Regions from separate parts of the Pan troglodytes genome. Here region 1 is linked to region 2. Evidence: chromatin contacts called from public Hi-C data. All regions are on one chromosome and are shown on one strand. The core of a region is the stretch at or near the end of the contact, and the rest is flanking DNA. Distances in the headings are between cores, read along the strand shown.

What was found. A called contact is a pair of places that touch in the nucleus more often than the background predicts.
Region 1: a Hi-C map of stem cell-derived neural progenitor cells shows a contact between it and region 2, with 4 times the contacts expected there. The contact joins the promoter of LOC112208580 here to the enhancer-like site in region 2. A contact is called at or near these places in 1 of 7 Hi-C or Micro-C datasets (stem cell-derived neural progenitor cells) and 1 of 1 datasets of contacts at active chromatin or transcription factors (stem cell-derived excitatory neurons).

The regions. Positions count from the first base shown.
Region 1 is chr2:51,673,742-51,676,441 of NHGRI_mPanTro3-v2.0_pri, reverse strand. LOC112208580 (HIG1 domain family member 2A, mitochondrial) reads right to left here and starts at 1,349. Exons shown (of 2, transcript XM_054680328.2): 1 at 1,307-1,349; 2 at 645-1,064. The coding sequence starts at 1,349. The coding sequence ends at 712. It overlaps SMARCC1 (SWI/SNF related, matrix associated, actin dependent regulator of chromatin subfamily c member 1), which reads left to right. Exons shown (of 28, transcript XM_001154676.8): 20 at 2,025-2,283.
Region 2 is chr2:51,533,449-51,536,148 of NHGRI_mPanTro3-v2.0_pri, reverse strand. No RefSeq gene overlaps it. Among named protein-coding and RNA genes, the nearest start is that of ELP6, 8.9 kb to the right of the region's middle. Within about 2 kb of position 1,393, at least 9 of the 24 cell types and tissues checked have an H3K27ac peak or open chromatin away from gene starts, as enhancers often do. A contact at or near this core is called in stem cell-derived excitatory neurons and stem cell-derived neural progenitor cells, where this site is marked.

The sequences.
Region 1 (2,700 bases), core at 100-2,599, 140 kb before region 2:
CAGTATGCCACTAAATAAATTCTTTTTATCCAATTAATTCCTCAACATTCTTAGCACCACATAGTTGTGGTTTTCTTTCTACTGTTCTATCCGTTTTTCCCTCGGAGACTCCTTTTACTCTTTTTGTTGGTTTCTTTCAGGATTTTCTCTGAAAAAATAATAAATTATAAAACTAGAAATGTATGTAGTTTATAAATTTTTGAATCAGTTTATCAATTTCTACTAAAAAGAAGCCTACTTGGAGTTTGACTGGAATTGTATTGAATCTGTAGTTCAACTTGGAAAGAACTGACATCTTAATACTGAGACTTCTAATGAATGAACACAATATATCTCTTCCTTTATTTGGGTCTTTGAGTTCTCTCATGTTTTACTCATTCTAGTCTGTTGCTCTTTTACATTCTTTATTATGTTTATTCCTCCTATTTCATTATGCTATTTAAGACAGGGTCTTTTTTTTGTTTTTTAGAGTTTATTAAGCAGGGGAGTGGAGGGGAGATGTGGCACAAATAGAAGTATGTAACATTCAAACAACAGAAACTAGGATTTTTGAAAAAACTTTCAGTTACAGTTACGCAAAGGGTCACTTCCTCCCCCAACGACGCATGGGCCTCTCAAAGGAGAGGAGGGAGTAAGTCCCATGGTAGGGCCAGTGGTTGCTCCTGGGTTTTGGAATCATTTCTGCGGAGCTTTCAAAGCCAGACCCTGGGCTCAGGGTTGAGACTTCATAGCGGTGACAGCTAGACCCAGCAAGATGGCTGTGACCGTGAAACCCTGGGCGGCGATCCAGGTGCACATCATGAGCTGAGAGCGCTGGCTGTTGCCCCGGTGGAAGGAGTAGAGGCCGTAGGTGAGGGCGGCCGCCGTGGCCAGGCAACCTGTGGGTACCACCGGGTTCTCGTGGGTCTTGTGAAGGAACTTTTCCTTGAAACTCTCTGGATTCCTGTAAACAGTGGGGCTAAGCCCCTCAATGACTGGGGGCTTCGATGGTTCAAAGGGGACCTCCGGAATCACAGGGCCGGAGTCGCCATGTCCGGGCCACAGCAGCAGGAGAAAATCGCGACCTAAGACAGGGTCTTGCTGTGTTTGTCAGGCTGGCCTTGAACCCCTGGGCTCAAGAGATCCTCTCGCCTCAGCCCCCTGAGTAGCTGGGAGTACAGATGTGTGCCACTACACCCAGCTTTTATGTTAAATACTTTTTTCTTCCTATTTAAAATTGTTCATTGCTGTTATGTATGGAAATATAGTTCAGTTTCTCTATTGCCCTTCTATCCTGTGATTTTGCTCAGCTATTCAGTTTTAGTACTTTTTTTTATAGCTTCCTTAGAGTTTTCTACATAAACAGTCATGTCTGTCTGTATTAGTAAAAAAGCCCTTCCTTCCTTCCCTCCTTCCTTCCTTCCTTCCTTCCTTCCTTCCTTCCTTCCTTCCTTCCTCCCTTCCTCCCCTCCCCTCCCCTCCCCTCCCTTCCCTCCTTTCCTTCCTCCCTCCCTCCCTCCCTTCCTTCCCTCCCTCCCTCTTTTCTTTTGTTTCTTCTTTTCTTTCTTTCTATCACTCTTGCCGCCTAGGCTGGAGTGCAGTGGCACAATCTCGGCTCACTGCAACTTCTGCCTCCCGGGTTCAAGCGATTCTTGTGCCTCAGTCTCCTGAGTAGCTGGGATTACAGGCACGCACCACCATGCCCAGCTAATTTTTGTATTTTTAGTAGAGATGGGGTTTCACCATGTTATTGGCCAGGCTGCTCTCGAACTCCTGACCTCAGGTGATCTGCCCACCTCTGCCTCCCAAAGTGCTGAGATTATACGCGTGAGCCACCGTGCCTGGACTACTTTCTTTACAGTATGCATGTCTTTTATTTATTTTACTTGCCTGATTGAAAATAATATAAGGAAACCATCAAATCTTTCTATTTATGCATAAATATTTGCATTAATTTTTTTTAAAAAAGCTATCTAAAGAACTTCTAATATTACACATTACTTTCTTGTTACCTGACATGAAAGCATCTGTTTTTTCTGTCTTAGGCCCTGGAGATGTACAAGGATGATTGGAACAAAGTGTCGGAACATGTTGGAAGTCGTACTCAGGATGAATGCATCCTCCACTTTTTGAGACTTCCCATTGAGGACCCATACCTTGAGAATTCAGATGCTTCCCTTGGGCCTTTGGCCTACCAGCCTGTCCCCTTCAGTCAGTCGGGAAATCCAGTTATGAGTACTGTTGCTTTTTTGGCATCTGTGGTGGACCCTCGCGTGGCATCTGCCGCAGCAAAAGCGGCTTTGGGTATGGACTTCCCTAAACCATCTCCTCAACAGAAAAACTCAGTTTATCCCAATTTAAATATTACCAGCCGTTACATTCATTTCTTTTAATATAAATAACAAAAATCAGATATTACCTGTGAAAGATACCATATTCTTTATAAAAGTATTACAGTATTTGGCTGGACACCAAATTAGCTGGGTGTGGTGGCACATGCCTATAGTCCCAGCTACTTGGGAGGCTGAGGCAGGAGAATCGCTTGAACCCAGGAGGCAGAGGTTGCAGTGAGCTGAGATCGTGCCACTGCACTCCATCCCCTGGGCAATAGAGCAAGACTCCGTCTCAAAAAAAAAAAAAGTATTACAAAATTTTTAAGTAATGCACCTTAAAATTAAGAGCTTTAGGAATTGGAGGGACAGAGGTTTTTTATTGTGTATT
Region 2 (2,700 bases), core at 144-2,643:
ACCACACCTGGCCCTGGATAGTTTTTTTAACATTTCTCCTCTCCCCATCCCCACTGCAAGTCCTGGTTTAGCCCCTCCCAGCCTCCTGCCCCACCCCTTCTGAGGCAGCCAGTGCTGTGGCTTCAGTGGCTGGTCTAAAACATGCATTGGCGGCCAGGTGCCGTGGCTCACTCCTGTAATCCCAGCACTTTGGGAGGCTGAGGCAGGCAGATGACCTGAGGTCATGTATCCCTAGCATCTAGAAGAATACCTCTGATACAGTAGGTGCCAAAAAATGTGAGGAATGAGACAAGGACCTATGGTATAGCTGGAGAAAGATGTGCTTGCAAGAGGGTCGCAAAAGATGACAAAAGAGTGTATTTAGCCTTGCTTCCCCAAAGGCTGAGCTGAGTGGAGGTCCTTTATGAGGAAGGAAACCCCAGCTGGGAGTGAGGCAGAAGTAGGAGAGGCCTGGGCAGGCAAGAGTTGTCCAAGTGGAGGAGCTGGCTGGCGTCTGGGAAAAGCCAGCAGAGTGTCTCCCAGAGCTGTACACATGCCAGACAGGTGACTGGAACAACTTTCTTTTTATTTATTCATTCTGAGACAGGTTCTTGTCCTGCTGCCCAAGCTGGAGTGCAGTGGTGCAGTCATGGCTCATGGCAGCCTCAACTTCCTAGTCTCAAGTGATCCTCCAATCTCAGCCTCCTGAGTATCTGGGACCACAGGTGTGCACCACCATGCTCAGCTAATTTAATTTTTTGTAGAGATAGGGTCTCACTATGTTGCCCATGCTGGTCTCAAACTCCTTGCCTCAAGTGATCCTCCTGCCTCGACCTCCCAAAGTGCTAGAATTACAGGTGTGGGCTCTTCAGAGGCATTTACTGAGATGGAATATGAGGCCAACACCTGTGGAAGGAAGGAGGCGGAAGCAGGATTGGGCAGGAGAACTTGAATAGTGATGGGCACCCAACAAAGTCTTGGAGAAGTTAGACAGTCGGACAGAGTCTCACATGAGATGGAAATGGCCAGTTCTTTATAGCCCCTGCTTTGCTCAGTCACCAGATGAAGGCTGCCTTAGGAAGGGTGTGACCTCAGGTGAGGCTGTATGCAGCCGTGCTGGGCCCTGCAGGAACAGAGAGCTGGAGGGTGTCTGGTGACTGCTCTTCCCCTGGGTCCTGCTGAAAGGGATGTGGTGGTGCCGTCTGTGTGTACTTACAAGGGTGTGCTCAGGGAAGGCCTGAAGGAGTTCAAGGAAGCGTGCTCTGCAGACACCTGGGGGAATAGCTCATAAACAAAGGGAACAGAAGCACATGGCCCCTGAGTGTGCCCGTGTCTGAGGCCTGGAGTAACAGCGCGGAGCCTGGTGGTGCCACAGTGAGTGGGGAACGGGTAAGGATTCCAAGCAGCCAGGGCTGTGAGGCCACTGTAGGACTCTGGCTTGCACTCTGATCTGCAGAGGAGCTGTGAAGGGATGAGGGCAGTGGGGACATTCCTTAAGTCAGGACAGCCTGAAGCAGGAGAGCCCATGAAGACTACCACTGGGCTCCAGAGAGAGGAGCTAAGGGCAGGCTGGGGCAGGGGCAGCAGAGAGATTGCCAGATGCATGGCAGATTCCGACCTCTGAGGACTGTCTGCGGTGAGCTCTGCCCACGTGCTGGCCATTGCAACTGTTTCCAGCACTCAGGACTTAGGACTAAGAGCTTTAGCCAGTGTCTGCTGCCCTCTGGTGGGTGTGCTGGAGATAACCCAAGGCTGCTTCCCGCTTTTTTCTTTTGTCAACAGTTTATGGGTTCTACAGGTTCACCTTCAACTTTGTGGTATGAAAACTCTCTAGACTGGGCGTGGTGGCTCACACCTGTAATCTCAGCACTTTGGGAGGCTGAGATGGGAGGATCGCTTGAGCCCAGGAGTTCGAGACCAGCCTGGGCAATATGGCAAAACTCCATCACTATTATTATTATTATTATTATTTTTGAGATGAAGTCTTGCTCTGTTGCCCAGGCTGGAGTGCAGTGGCGTGATTTTGGCTCACTGCAACCTTCAATCCCCAGGTTCAAGCAATTCTCGTGTCTTAGCCTCTTGAGTAGCTGGGACTACAGGCGCACGCCACCACACCTGGCTGATTTTTGTATTTTTAGTAGAGACGGGGTTTCACCATGTTGGCCAGGCTGGTTTCGAACTCCTGACCTCAAGTGATCCGCCTGCTTCAGCCTCCTCAAGTGCTGGGATTACAGGCGTGAGCCACCACACCTGGCCCTCATCTCTATTATTAAAAAAAAAAAAAAAAACACACAACCTCTTGTCACAGATGATAGAGGTGTCAGACAACAACCTATTGATGAGGCAGCAACTCATCAACTGAGAGACAGGGAGGCACAGGGAGCCATAGTGTCCATGCAGCAGCGCAGGGACTGGGGCTGGCAGGGCCCGTGCTGTTTTCTAGAAGTGAGGGTCACCAGCACCTGGAAGAGAAGTGGGGCTACAGGATGCATCCAGGACGGGGAGCTGCAGAGCAGGTGCCATTCCCAGGAGGCCAACAAGATGAAGATGTTGAGGGTGCCTTCAAGAGAACTCTGAGTTCAAGGATAGTTCATAGATTCCTGCTAGGGACGGAAGGAAATGGAGCTAATGGAAAGAAAATGCAGATGATGAAGGCCTGTAGATCCAAAAGAAGCTGAATATATGGCGAACTGAGGGCGTGATGGGGACTGTGGACAGAAG